Regions from separate parts of the Mus musculus genome. Here all the other regions are linked to region 1. A link is a contact called in public Hi-C data. All regions are on one chromosome and are shown on one strand. Each heading gives the region's core, a stretch centred on a gene start, on an enhancer-like site or on the middle of the called end of the contact. The rest is flanking DNA. Distances are from core to core; before and after follow the strand shown. Region 1 has its middle 64 kb from the start of Gm31096. Region 2 has its middle 7.6 kb from the start of Gm30944. Region 3 overlaps Gm31359 (a long non-coding RNA gene).

The links. A called contact is a pair of places that touch in the nucleus more often than the background predicts.
Region 2: a contact with region 1 is called in a Hi-C map of cortical neurons, with 2.2 times the contacts expected there. The contact joins two enhancer-like sites. A contact is called at or near these places in 5 of 484 Hi-C or Micro-C datasets (cerebral cortex, cortical neurons and forebrain) and 2 of 115 datasets of contacts at active chromatin or transcription factors (bone marrow-derived macrophages and embryonic stem cells).
Region 3: a contact with region 1 is called in a Hi-C map of cerebellar granule neurons, with 2.7 times the contacts expected there. The contact joins two enhancer-like sites. A contact is called at or near these places in 2 of 484 Hi-C or Micro-C datasets (cerebellar granule neurons and nephron progenitors) and 1 of 115 datasets of contacts at active chromatin or transcription factors (embryonic stem cells).

Annotation. Positions count from the first base shown.
Region 1 is chr3:85,184,163-85,188,129 of GRCm38.p6, forward strand. No RefSeq gene overlaps it. Among named protein-coding and RNA genes, the nearest start is that of Gm31096, 64 kb to the left of the region's middle. Within about 2 kb of position 1,894, at least 71 of the 459 cell types and tissues checked have an H3K27ac peak or open chromatin away from gene starts, as enhancers often do. A contact at or near this core is called in cerebellar granule neurons, cerebral cortex, cortical neurons and 1 more, where this site is marked.
Region 2 is chr3:85,013,102-85,017,571 of GRCm38.p6, forward strand. No RefSeq gene overlaps it. Among named protein-coding and RNA genes, the nearest start is that of Gm30944, 7.6 kb to the right of the region's middle. Within about 2 kb of position 2,705, at least 31 of the 459 cell types and tissues checked have an H3K27ac peak or open chromatin away from gene starts, as enhancers often do. A contact at or near this core is called in cerebral cortex, cortical neurons and forebrain, where this site is marked.
Region 3 is chr3:85,397,349-85,401,956 of GRCm38.p6, forward strand. Gm31359 (a long non-coding RNA gene) reads right to left here. Exons shown (of 4, transcript XR_375769.2): 2 at 790-1,592; 3 at 176-402. Among named protein-coding and RNA genes, the nearest start is that of Gm31359, 2.4 kb to the right of the region's middle. Within about 2 kb of position 1,288, at least 3 of the 459 cell types and tissues checked have an H3K27ac peak or open chromatin away from gene starts, as enhancers often do. A contact at or near this core is called in cerebellar granule neurons, where this site is marked.

The DNA.
Region 1 (3,967 bases), core at 644-3,143:
TGAGAGACAGGCTCATGGTGAAGAGTCCGTTCTCTTAACTCCGAGGCGTTTATCACAGGAATGATGAGAACCATGCTGCAGAAAGGATAGGCTGTAGAAAGGACAGGCATTTAGATCAATTGAACAGGGCAGGGAGTCCCAGAGAATGCTATGCACACACTGGCAGCAGACTCTGGATACAGGGAAGGACAGACTGTTGAGCGTGGTGTGGGCGGGGTTACATAAACATAAACAGAGGAGAAGACAGCATTGACACAGACTGCTATAAAACACTCAGGAGAAAAATCTCCGTGGTTCTGACTTAAGCAGTGAGTTCTTGGATACAAACCAAAGAGATTATCTAACTGATAAACTAGACTTGATTTGATAAAAACTTACTTTTTTTTTCTTCAAGAAATAAAAAATAAAGGAAATGGAAAACAACACCAAAAATAAAGAGAATAAGAAAAATAACATGTGGAGAAAACATCTGTAAATCACATATCTGGGAAAGAGCTTGTGTGTAGATGGAAATCTCACAGTTTGGTAGTAAGTAAAAACCAGACTGCTCTATAAAATGCAGGCAAACCATCTTAACAGATGTGTTATCAGAGAAGCCATATAGATGGTAAGTATGCACACAAAAGGGTTTGGCATCGCTGTTGATATACAACTAAAATACCACTACAATTAATTACAGCTAGTTACCCATGAAAATAGCAATCAAACAAGAAGCTGCAACCATGTCAGAAAAACACGGGACCATGGAACAATCATAGCTATGCTGCCGGTGGGAATAAATTGCGATTGTTTTGGAAAACAGTTTGGCAGTTACTTTTCAAAGCTATGAATGCACTGATACCAGCCAATCTGGCTCAGGCTATTTACTGAAATGATAACTTCCAATCGCACCAACCCCCGAGTTTGGGTGTTCACTCTGACTTTGCTCATAATCACCCCAAACTGGAAGCAATCCAGACGTCCTTCAGCTGGTTAATGGGTGACAGATACCTGCATGCTTCTTAGCGATGAGAGAAAACACGTTACTAACACAGTCATGGATCATGCTAAGTGAACGAAGCCTGACTCAGGAAGCCGTACACATACTGTACGGTTCTATTTATGTGCCATTCTGGAAAGAAGCGGAAACCATAGGGACAGAAAATAGATCAGTGCTGCCTGGAGCTGGGGCTGAGGGGTCAGGATTGATTAGAAAGGGGCGTGCGGGAACTTCTGGGGACTGTAGAAATGTTTTCTATCTTGATTGTAATGCAATTTACATGAAAGCATGCGTTCATAGGAGTGGAAGAATGAGGTATAAAAAAGGTGAATTTCAGCAAAACACATAAATTTAATCTCAATGATACAGGAGTGGGAAAAAACAACCCTAAAACGTTGCATTTAACAAGCGAGTCTTCTATCATCTCTCCGCGTGACCCCATGATCACAGTTTATGAAGTGGGTTATGCTGTTGGCTAGGTGAGAAAATGTTTGTGGTTCAAAGAGCCAGTGTTGGACAGTGTGCCCGTGAGCAGCGAAGGTGACAGCGGGCTTTTCTGGGTGTGGAGAAGTCTGTTGCCTGCTCCCTGTTGCCTTTGGACCACCATGCTGTGGGAGATGAATAACCTGCTGGTCCCAGTAGTTTGCCCAACGGAAGTTTTCCAGGGAAGCATTTACAGAGTGCCTCCCAGTCTCAGGGTGATTCTACACCGAGCACCTAGGAGTCCTTGAGATCCTGTCCTTGAGGTAAACCCTCCACTTAAGTGAAAGAGGTCTTGTCCTGCCCCTGCCCCTCCGGGCGGGCGTTTCTGGAGGCTGTTAAGCCTGCTTTGCAGCCTGTGCTCTCAGGAACCCAGGCCAGGAGCTGAGACTCCTGTTGTTCACTGTCACTTTATCCTCTCCGCCCACTCCAGCGAGCCTGGCAGGGAGGCCATCCAGAGAGCAGCGGGTCAACAGATGTATGCGCGGCTTGCGGAGCTGAGGCCCAGCTGGGAGGATTAAGCTGTGAAAGGCCCCACTCTAGGCCCAGACCGTGAATCTCCCAGTTCCTGTGGTTTAAGCATAGCCTGAGTGTGCCCGTGGGAGATCCCTCTTCGCTTACAGACAGAGGCTAGAACACGGGTACTGATTCCACTGAAGTGCCAGGTAGCCAGTGAGGGCTCAAAGGACAACCTTTCATTTGAAGGCCTATACTTATAGAAATTGCTTGTCTGCTTGGCTGGGCTTCTGGGAAGGTATCAACCAAGAGAGAAAGAAAGAATGGAGAAGCTGCTGATTGAAAAAGGAGCGAGCCGCTCTGAACAACAGATCTGTGTTTCTTGTGCCTTGCTTGTAGTAATCTTTCCTTTTTAAGAGCCCTCCAGCCTTGGCATGGCTAAAATTATTTTGATCCCTTATAAGTCACCCTTTAAGAAGTCAGGTCACTAGATTGGGGTGAGGGGATACGGGCGGTTCAAGCGACCTGCACTTTGGGGAGTAAGGGGTGCTTTTAACCTCATGGTACTCCCCGGTTTCTGCTTGGTCAGACGATCCAAGCAAAGACTTCTTGAGCTCTCCACCAAAGAAACCTGTTGGCAAGGCCAAGACCACCTGGCCCAGAGCCAGGCTGGAGAGCAGAGCGGCTGCCTCGGGAGAGACGCGACAGCGTTTGTGCAGGCTCTGGTACCTGGAACAAAAATATGCCGAGCAGCAAATTACGGCTTTCAGATGTCACCGCCGCCATCTGACACGGCATTTCAGCGGTTCACGTCTTCATTACCGGGCTGTAGCCTCCTGTTCAGGCTGTTCCTGCGTGGGAGACAGATTTATGCTGCGTGGGCTACTGTATACCGGAGCAACAATGCTCGCTAGGGTTGTCAGGCTGATGGCCAACCCCCTGTGGGGGAGAAGAAGCCTGAGCCTCCGGGTTGCTTTGTGGGTGGGTGCCTATGTGTGTCCGGGACCCATGTGCACCCCACCTCCACCCTCCATATTATAACAATTATAACAGTTTAAGGGAACGTCCTCCTGCCTCCAGGATGGTGCCCTGTGTTTTTCTCATCTCCCTCTGCTTCCGTAACCCCCCCCCCCCATCTGCTAGATCCTTCCTCTCCTCCACCTCACTCCTCTTTGAGGTGGTAACTAGACCAACCCAGCCAGCAATCACAGCAATACCCTGGTGGCCCCCTTTTCAGTTTCTCAGCCTCACTCAGACTAATGGATCAGAAACATGTGCTTGCATCTAATGCCAGTAATCATATCCTGAGTGACCACAGAGAGAGAGAGAGAGAGAGAGAGAGAGAGAGAGAGAGAGAGAGAGAGAGAGAGATTGAGCAGAGGTACCTGTGGTCCCTGGGGATACAGTTACAGGAAGACAGCCTTGCTGACAGCAGCCACTCTGCCTAGCTTCAGTCTGCCTCCCCCTTCGCCAGCTTTCCTAAGCCCCTTGAATTTTTTCGACCCGTGATCTGTGCTCCTGGTGTGAAGAAAACACATTTCCATAGCTTCTGAGTATCTGCTTTGAACTGGTGTTTCCCAGCACTCGTGGTAGCAGACGTGGTGAGCCAGTGTATAGTGGCCGTGGCTAGCGAAACCTAGTGAACCAGGGAAAGGGGACTTGGTTAGGAGAACCCAGGAAGGCTTCCAGGTAGAAGTGGCATTTTGAGGTGCGCCTTAAAGAAAAGGCAGGATGCTGATAGATGCAAATAAGAGAAACTGCCTGTTTGGCAAAAGATGGGAAGACTAGTGGGAATTTAAATGACACTGAAGAACAGCTCCAGAAAGACAAAATAAAAGAGAACCTTGGATTACAAAGAGTTTAAATTCCCTGCTCAGCAGCAGGAAATTTATCAGTCATGGGAGCCATTGCAGGTTTTAGAGCCAGGGAGAGATAAATTAGTGTCTCCCAAGCAAACTTCGAGAGTACCCTCAATAGACTACAGAATATAGAGTATAGGGGTGATGTGAGCACCCCAGAGGGTATTAGATGACCTGGCAACGGTCTGCAAGA
Region 2 (4,470 bases), core at 1,455-3,954, 170 kb before region 1:
TTTTGGCAGGATTGTGGACGCTCAGGCAAGAGCCTGTTTCTTCCCAGTGATTTTCTGAGATATTTATAAACCTCAATTAATCCCTTCAGTTTAAACGAACTAGAGTGAAGTGCATTGTCTGCAAGCAAGAGCCTTGACCAAAGCTGGGTTCATTCCCTGAGATGACATCGGGCGTGCCCAGGTGTTGTGGCTGTAGACCTGAATGCTTTCCCGTCAGACTGACCTCAGGGAAGGGGACACTCATGTTTTGTTTCTTCAGCCTTCACCACAGGGTGCTCCACATAATAGATTCTCAATTCGTGCTTTAGTTGGGTGCGTTTGCCTAATTGTGTACAGCTGCTTTCAACCGGTTGATATTTATGCTGTATGGAAAGCTGTCTTATAAATTAACATGTTATTGTTATTGAGTGTGTGAATGATGTGTGTAGCAGTGTGTACAGGCCGCAGCATACATATGGAGATCAGAGGACAACTTTGTAGTCTGGCATCTCTCCTTCCATCTTTACAAAAACATCAAACTCAGGTTGTCAGGGCTTCACTAAAAGGGCTTTACCCACTGAGCCATCTTGCAGGCCTACAAAGTCGTTCTTTTTGGGGGGTGCGGTGGGAGGGAGGAATCTAAAATGTATCGGTTTATATGGAATACTGTTAGTTTAGCCACTGTGCTGGGCGCCATGCACAGCAAGTTAATAAGCTATGGTATCATCTGTCCCTTCCTCAGGCTCACACCATTTGCTCCTGCAGCCATGCCTATAGTGAGAAAGCAGCCATGGAGATGCTGCTCAGCCAGAACACGGATCATATCCTAGAAGCAGTTGTGGGGGCTCCGAAATATCCCCCATTTAACCCGTTTAGCATTCTCATTTCTGTTGCTGTGATAGAAATGCCCCCCCCCCCAAAAAAAACAACTTTAAGGTAAAAGGGAATAATTCTACCCTCCATTCTAGGCTACAGTGCATCACTGTGAGGAAATCAAGTCAGGAGCTGGAAACAGAGACACATCGCGTCAGCGGCAGAGAGCGCATGCATGCGCACACTCAGCTCATCTTCTAGGGTATGGAACTGCCCACGGCTTTAGGCTGGGCTATCTCGCTTCAGATAAGGTAATCAATACAATCCATGAAGACTACAGGCCAACTGGATCTGGACAGTCCCTCACTGAAACTCTCCCCTATGCGATTCTAAAATGCATCAAGCTGCCAGTTAAATTGAACCATCAATCCCAGAGTCAGTTCTTATTTTTCAGTACCAACGTTGAGGTAAACAGCTTCAACTACCTCCAAAAAGCTAAAACAGCTTCTGAGGCAGAAGTGCAAAGACCTGACTCAGTGGATCTGGGAATTCTGCCAGCCTCCTGGCTTGCCCTTTAGTGTGAACCAACATTTTCCTAGCCTGGGCACCGGGCATAGATGCCCTAGCTCTCTGTTTAATGCAGATCATCACACCAGAGCCACCCGCACCGAAATCCCCCAAGTTGGAAACAGCTTTAAAGGTCTCATTTCTGCAAGGTCTGTTTCTGTAGATCCAGAGCACTGTGCTGTTGAGGTGGTAATGAAGGAAAGAGGGGTGTCCCTAACCTTGAAAGCAGAGAGAATACAGCGTAATCTGTTGACAGGTCGTGGTCGGTTTTTATGTGTCTATTTTCTCTGTTGCCTTGTAAAGTCTACCTTTCTTCAACGCTCCTGGAATCCAGATTTCTTCAGATAATAGTTTGTTCTTGACATTTGTCTCTTGCCAGGCACAGGGAGGGAGGCTTTCCCTGACCCTGCCTGACGATCACCCTGCCTCTGCTCAGAGGCAGGCAGGGTGGCTCCCACCAGCAAGGGGCCAGCTGCTGGTTCTGGCCCAGGTAAGACCTGCTCTACAGCTGCCCTCACCCAGGAGCATCAGGTAACTGTCAGGAAGTTCCTCTTGTCCTTCCAGTGCTAGGAGAGACTCATCTTTTGTGGTCCCTATTCCAAAGTTAGTCCCTTCCTGCTCCTTTTCAGTGGCTGAGTCCCAAAGTGTAGAAGTCTATCCATTATGTTTTTGCTCTAATCTCGATTGCTTGAGAGAGAAAGAGAGAGAGAGAGAGAGAGAGAGAGAGAGAGAGAGAGGAGAGAGATTGTGTGATTTCTAGGCACAAACTTAAGGGTACACAGTGAAGTCCATAGCTTATTTGTGTTTGTGAAGGGATCATGAGTCTATGTTCTCTCTCCTTCCTTCCCTCCTTCCCTCCTTCCCTCCTTTCCTCCCTCCCACTCTTCCTCCTTCGGTCCCTCCCTCCCTCTCTTCCTCTCTCCCTACCTTTACTTTCTTCACAGGATTTTACTAGACAGCCACAAAACTGACCTTGAAATCATAATTCTCCTGCCTCAGCTTTCTGACCATAGAATTACAGAATTATGCCTCCACTAGTGGATCCTTTTAGCTTTTAGAGGTTTTATTTTTGTTGTTGTTTGTTTTGTTTTGTGTTTTTAAAGACAGTCTCACTATGCAGCCCTGGGTGGCCTAGAATGGCTCTACAGAGCAGGGCTGGACTTTAACTCAAAGAGACCCAGCTCTCTCTGTTTCCACAATGCTGGGGCTGAGGGTATGCAGCACCATGCCTGGCCTTTTCGCTAGTTTTACTGTGCACCACCACCAAGCTTTAGAGCAGGTGTTTCTATTACAGCTCATATATAAGGAAACCAAGGCTCAGCCGCCTCCATAGCGACGACAAGCTGTCAGTGGTGAAGTCAGCCAGAACTGCTGGGATTCCAAGGCTGCCGTTCTGCCCTGCCGTAGCACAGGCAGGCCCCCCAAAGCAGCAGCCTGTCAGAAGCAGGGCTCAGAAGCACAACTGTGTTCTCCCACAGAAAGAGACATCTTCCAAACAGGCCACAAGGAAGCTTCCAGTACTGCAAGCGCTTCTTTCCGCCTCTCTCCAAGCAGCATTGGCTGCCAAAGAACGAGGTGTGGTTTGACAATTTCATCCTCATGGAGGTGATTTTGAAGTGGCTTCTGGGAGGAGTTAGGCCCTTTGGGGATGACTGCGCCTACTGCATTGTGGGCAAAGGGTCTTGCTGGCTTCTGGGTAATTCTCTCCTCTGCTCACTGCTTCCTAACTCCCCCTCTCCCTCTACAAATGGCAGATGACAAAAACTCCCGAAGAAACTTCTCATGGCTGCATTTGTCTGTATCAGGGGAAATTAAAATACCCACATTTCCATGCTCTGAGGTTTGATGCCTTATTTGCATATTTTATTGATTTTTCCTCCCTTCTCCTCTCGGTGAGGAAAATGTACCTGTGTGTCAGCACTTACCTGCATTAGCTGTGCCAATGTTTGGCCCTGTTTGGAAGCGCCCCCCCACCCCGCACCCCCACCCGCCGGCCCCCAAGAACCCTGGAGAATGTTGTTTGTTTTGTGACTTCCCCTATAGTCTTTGTTGTTCGTGGTTTCAAATTTTGCCAAGGAAAATCAGTCTTACAGTCATAAGCATTCAGCTATGAAGAGTCCCTCTGCACACTTTAATTTTTTTTCAAGATCTATAACTTCCTTTGCAAACATGGGGGGTGGGGACTAGCCAACAGAAAGGGTGCGGAAGAGAGACTTCTTCCCACTTTCTGGTGCTGTCTACCTGAATTTTTTGAAAGTAGAGCATTTAGAAACAGGGCCCAGGTACAAGCAGAGAAAATACATGCACGTCACTCTCACATGTACATGTGTGTGCACGTTTGTGTTGGTTGGTGTGTACCTGCCTTCATTTACACACTCGGAGGAGAACAAACACCCTCTTTTCAGTACTCTGACTAGAGGAATTCCCTGCTTGGGTAGTTAGCATTTGACTCTTAGAAACAAGGAATAGGAAATCCATTTTAAAAAAAATAATTTAAGCAAGAATAAAAAGAAAATGTTTGAATTATTAGCTCATTTAGTTGGAAAAGCTAAAAGTGGAGAAGTTTCAGGCATGGCTGGAACCAGGTGACATACAGTGTCCCCAGGCTTGACTTCTTCATCTATTAGTGCTGATGGTGACGTCCAGGAAGGCATGTTTTATCTCATTGCCTACAGCGGATCCAGCATTGTAATTTATCAGTTTGGCCAAACCAGTAACCAGTAAAAAGAACATAGTATGGCTCCTATGAGAACAGCTTGGTTCATGTGTTCATCTCTTAACCAATGACTGTGGCCACAGGACAAGGCCTGAGTTAGAATGGAGCTAGCCCCACCTCTACTTCGGGCCTCAGAATGGAAAAGGATGTTTTTCCAAAGCGAAATACAAACTCTTGTTTCCAAAAGAAAAAAATGGATGGCGTAGTGTGACAATCCCTGCCCTCATGGAGCATAGGCTGATATCAGTCCTCATGGGCAAAAGGAGCAGAGACGACAGATGGCAGGGCGATGGGGTGGGAGCTGGGGGATGGGGTAGGGGCACGGGGTGGTGTCGGGAGCCCTGTGAGTGTGTGTAGAATGAAGAAAACACACCAGGACTGCTGAGTCCTGCATA
Region 3 (4,608 bases), core at 38-2,537, 210 kb after region 1:
ATAGAAACCCAAAGGGAGCCTTTTGAATATCATTTACGTTGTACCAAACATCTGCCAGAAATCTCCCTGTCCAATGCCTGTTTATGGTACCTGTCTTAGAGTTTTATTGCTATGAAGAAATACCATGACCACATCAACTCTTATAAAGCACAACATTTAATTGTAGCTTACTTACAGATTCAGAAGTTCAGTCCATTATCATTATGGCAGGAAGCATGGCAACATCTAGGCAGGCATGGCACTGGAGGAGCCGAGAGTTCTACGTCTTGTTCCAAAATCAGCTAGGAAAAGACTGGCTCTCATATGGTTAGAAGCAGGGTCTCATTACCCATGCCCACAGTGACATACTTCCTTCAACGAAGCCCGTAGCCACCAGTGCCCACTGGGTTCCTGAAAGGAAAGCTGAGGATAGATGGGAAGGATGTCAGAGAAATAATGAGCCAAGACAAAGTTCTCTGATCAAGGCTCAATGCTTAATTCTAAGGTCTGAATTTAAAGGGGAGAAACCCATTCCCCCACTTTGCCAGGATCTTGTCAGGAAGACAAGCTCAGCTGCTCAGCAGGTAGTGGCTTCTTGCAGGAAACTGCAAGATGTGGCAGGACAATAGACTTCACCTAGTTTGGAAGACTCCACCCTAGGTGGGTTAGCCTACTGGGGCACAACAAGGTCTGATTCAGCCTGAGGGAATCAGACAAGACTGAAGGGGAAGGGCACAGAGTCCACACCCACCCCAACAAGGCCACATTTCCTAATTCCCTAGGCCAAGCATATTTAAACCACCACAGTACCTGAAATAAAACCAAACTTCCTCCTGCAACATGTAACTTCACATGAGCCAACCACCAGAAGCTTGCCTAGCATCCTCTCCTCCTACCTTCCTTCCCCTTCAGATCATTGATGCTGCCCTGGCATCCCCTATCTCCATCCCTTGAGCATATTATGTGTGTGTGTGTGTGTGTGTGTGTGTGTGTGTGTGTGTGTGTGTGTTCTCCAACTAAGCTTGGTTTTGCCCTTCTTTCTGCCCTAAATGTTCATCCTTCAGATAATCAGACTGTTTCTAACCTATATTCAGATATCATTTTGATGAGTTCCCTCCCCCTGGTCTTTGCTTCAGGACCAGACAATTCATCTGCAGCATCTTCAATCCTTTCCGTTTCTTCTGTTTCCAGAGTTTTTCCCTCTTATTCTGCTCCAATTGCCACAGAACATTGGCTCTATGGGGGCTCCCACCAGGGTTATGTAGGCACAACCTGGCAATACCTCCCTACACAGCATACCATATGCCTTCCCCCCTCACACCTCAGGCTTCCCTACCTGTGCCAAGTAGCAGGTGCCACAGGATATGCTTGGTGCCCACATATGGACAACTCACAGTTTTGGAGTTAATACCCTGAGGGATGTAGAAAGCTGCAATTTCTTCTCTTTTGTAGTGTCCTGAGGCACAGCAGCTCTTGTGGTCAATCAGGAGCCATTTCTATGGAATGTGGAGATCACTTGCACTTGGCCCCAAGCAACAACTATCAGAGAACATACCTTGTACTCTTTCTCCAGTCTTTCTGCCTCCCTTTGGCTGTCTTTTGTTCTTGTTTCCCTGAAAGATAAAAGGAAAACACTTATGCTCTAGGTTGCTTGGGTTTTATTACTTTTAGAGACAGTCTCAAGTAGCCCAACCTGTCCTCAAACTCATTATGCAGTCAAGGTTGACCTTGAACTTCTGACCTTCCTGCCTTCTACCTCCCAAGTAGGAGGGTCACAGCCCAATGGAACTGAAAAATCAGGGCTTCCTACCTGCTAGGCAAGCACTCTACTAAATGAGCTACATCCCAGTACCATAGCTCTAGCTTTAGACACTGTATTCCAGAAAAACACACACACACACACACACACACACATACACACACACACACACACACACACACACACACACACACACACACAAACTTCCTATCCTGTCTCCTTTTATTTTTCTTCTCAATTCTTATCAGAATGTGGGACACCATGTATATTTATTGATCCATTTCACTTTGTTGTCTGTCTGCCTCCTCACTCCAATATAGTTTTCATGAGTTCTTGTCTATTGGGCTGACTATTGTACCCTAAGCATTTAAAATATAGGAAGTACTCAAACATTTGTCAAAGGAATGAGTGGATGTGAGGAGCTTGTCTGGGAAAACTACGAGAACCCATGGTATCTACAGCTATTGACTCGGAGGAAGAAGCAAAACCTAAGGCAGTGCTGACCAGGGAACCTGGCGGGGAAGTTAGCCAATCAGAAGCAGGTTTGTCATTCGCTAGAGGTGAGGCAGGTGTAGGGGCTCAGCATAGCACAAACCCACGTTCACCAAAGTCTTACTGTGTCCCACTCTGAATAAAGCAGTTTCATACATCTTGAAAGGAATATGCTGTGGCGTTGTCATCCGCCTTCCCAAAGCTTTAATGTTTCATTCGTACTGTTTTACATTTGGGATAAAAGTATGCTTTGATTTTAGGTAACGTCTTTGCTACCACTGGGGGAAAAATATCCTACCCAAGTCTACAGTATTCTTGTCATTCTTTTTCAAACTGAGAAAAATCAACTTTCATGGGAAGAAAATGCTAAAACCATATCAAATGTTCCATGGATTTAAGTCTGATGTAAGTAAATTCCGAGTGGGAGAAGTGACCCTGCGCATCACCTTTGTGGGATTAGGAGGAGTTATCCCGCCCTCCCATCCCCTGCCAAGGCAAACACAGCATCTCTGTGATCGGTTTGGAAGTCAGCCACATCAGGAGGCTTTTACAGCAGTCAAACAATATTTATTTGAAATACAGACTGCCTACGAAATAGCTAAAATTACTTGTCTACTGGAAACAAGATCAATAGAGAATAATAGCGAGTTGTGAGGGACTTTGAATCTGGAGAACATATTTTATCTCAAGTACAGTGTACAGAACAAGGAGGGTTTGTAATGAGAGACATGGTGAACTTCAGAAGAACAGTCTGTTAGGACTAAGAGATTTAACTGCTATAGCAGAACATACAGACATTGTATGTCTTGATTCTAGAACATCAGTCACCATGCCATTTCTGAAGGATGACATGGAGAAATGAGGCTCTTCTTCATGTGAGTAGTGTGATAATTGGTGTGCAATTAACATTTTACATATGACATATGACCCCACTTCTGGTGCATAATAATTATGAGATAAATGAAAGTTATTATTAGTAAACTTGTATTAGTCGCCAAAGGTAAAGCAGTATCTGAAAAAAAATCATGTGTCAGACAAGTTGACTGCATTCCTTATCAGTGAGTGGGAAGCACTAGGACCCAGCAGAGCCTATGGGAGGCTGATCCAGATAGCAGGGTCTGGAGAGTGTCTGAAACTGGACCCCTTAGATGCAGGATGATAGGAGGAGGACTCAATGAGCCTCTGGATTGTGACAAAACCAGGTGAGAACCACTGGTCCAAAACAATCAAGGAATTCACTGCTACTCTATGCATGACAGCCAAGACAGGGGGCCAACCTAGAGGCACAGCTACCAGTGAATAAAGAAACGTGGCTCACTGTGCAAGGGGTTTCACTCAGCCACAAAGGAGAATGACATCCTGACATTTTTAGGAAATGGATGAAACTGGAGATAAACCAGACTCAGAAACAGCAAATACCTCATGTTAGTCTCCCATATTTGGAAGTGTGTGTGTGTGTGTGTGTGTGTGTGTGTGACAATATATGTATATGTGACTTGAAAGCAGAAAGGGGACTGTGAGAAAGGAGGAAGAAATCTAAAAAGGGAGGGGAGGGGGCAACAAGAGATGATGCTGGCAAGCACATGACATGGGGGGGGATGATTCGGAGGGAGGAGAAAGTCTGACAAGGTTTGCAGGAGAAAGCAGAGCCTATAGAAGAAGAAGAAGAAGAAGAAGAAGAAGAAGAAGAAGAAGAAGAAGAAGAAGAAGAAGAAGAAGAAGAAGAAGAAGAAGAAGAAGAAGAAGAAGGAGAAGAAGGAGAAGAAGGAGAAGAAGGAGAAGAAGGAGAAGAAGGAGAAGAAGGAGAAGAAGGAGAAGAAGGAGAAGAAGGAAGAAGAAGAAGAAGAAGAAGAAGAAGAAGAAGAAGAAGAAGAAGAAGAAGAAGAAGAAGAAGAAGAAAGCATAGTGATGTTTATGTGTTGAAAACCCATTACTTCATATGCTCACTGAAACGATTACAGAATAATTTTTGAAATGCAGATCTGGGATTACAAAGGTACTCTGGATCCTGCTGGATATATTCAGTCTCTTGACTGTGGAGCTGGAATCATGGATGTGTGCATGCCAAGACCCTTTAAATTGCAGGCTGGCAAGATGGCTAAAGCTTAGGATTTGAGCTCAATCCCTGAAACCTACACTGTAGAGGGAGAGATCTGTCCCCTTCAGGTTGTCTTCTAACCTCCACAGGAGTGCTGCGGCATACACACACAGACACAGACAGACAGACAGACAGACAGACAGACAGACAGACACACACACACACACACACAAATGAGCGCATGCGCACACATGCATGCATGCATACCAAAGTAAACACAATAAACAATTCTAAGTCTTCAAATTGCACACTCGTATGTAGTTTGTTGTATGTTACTTAC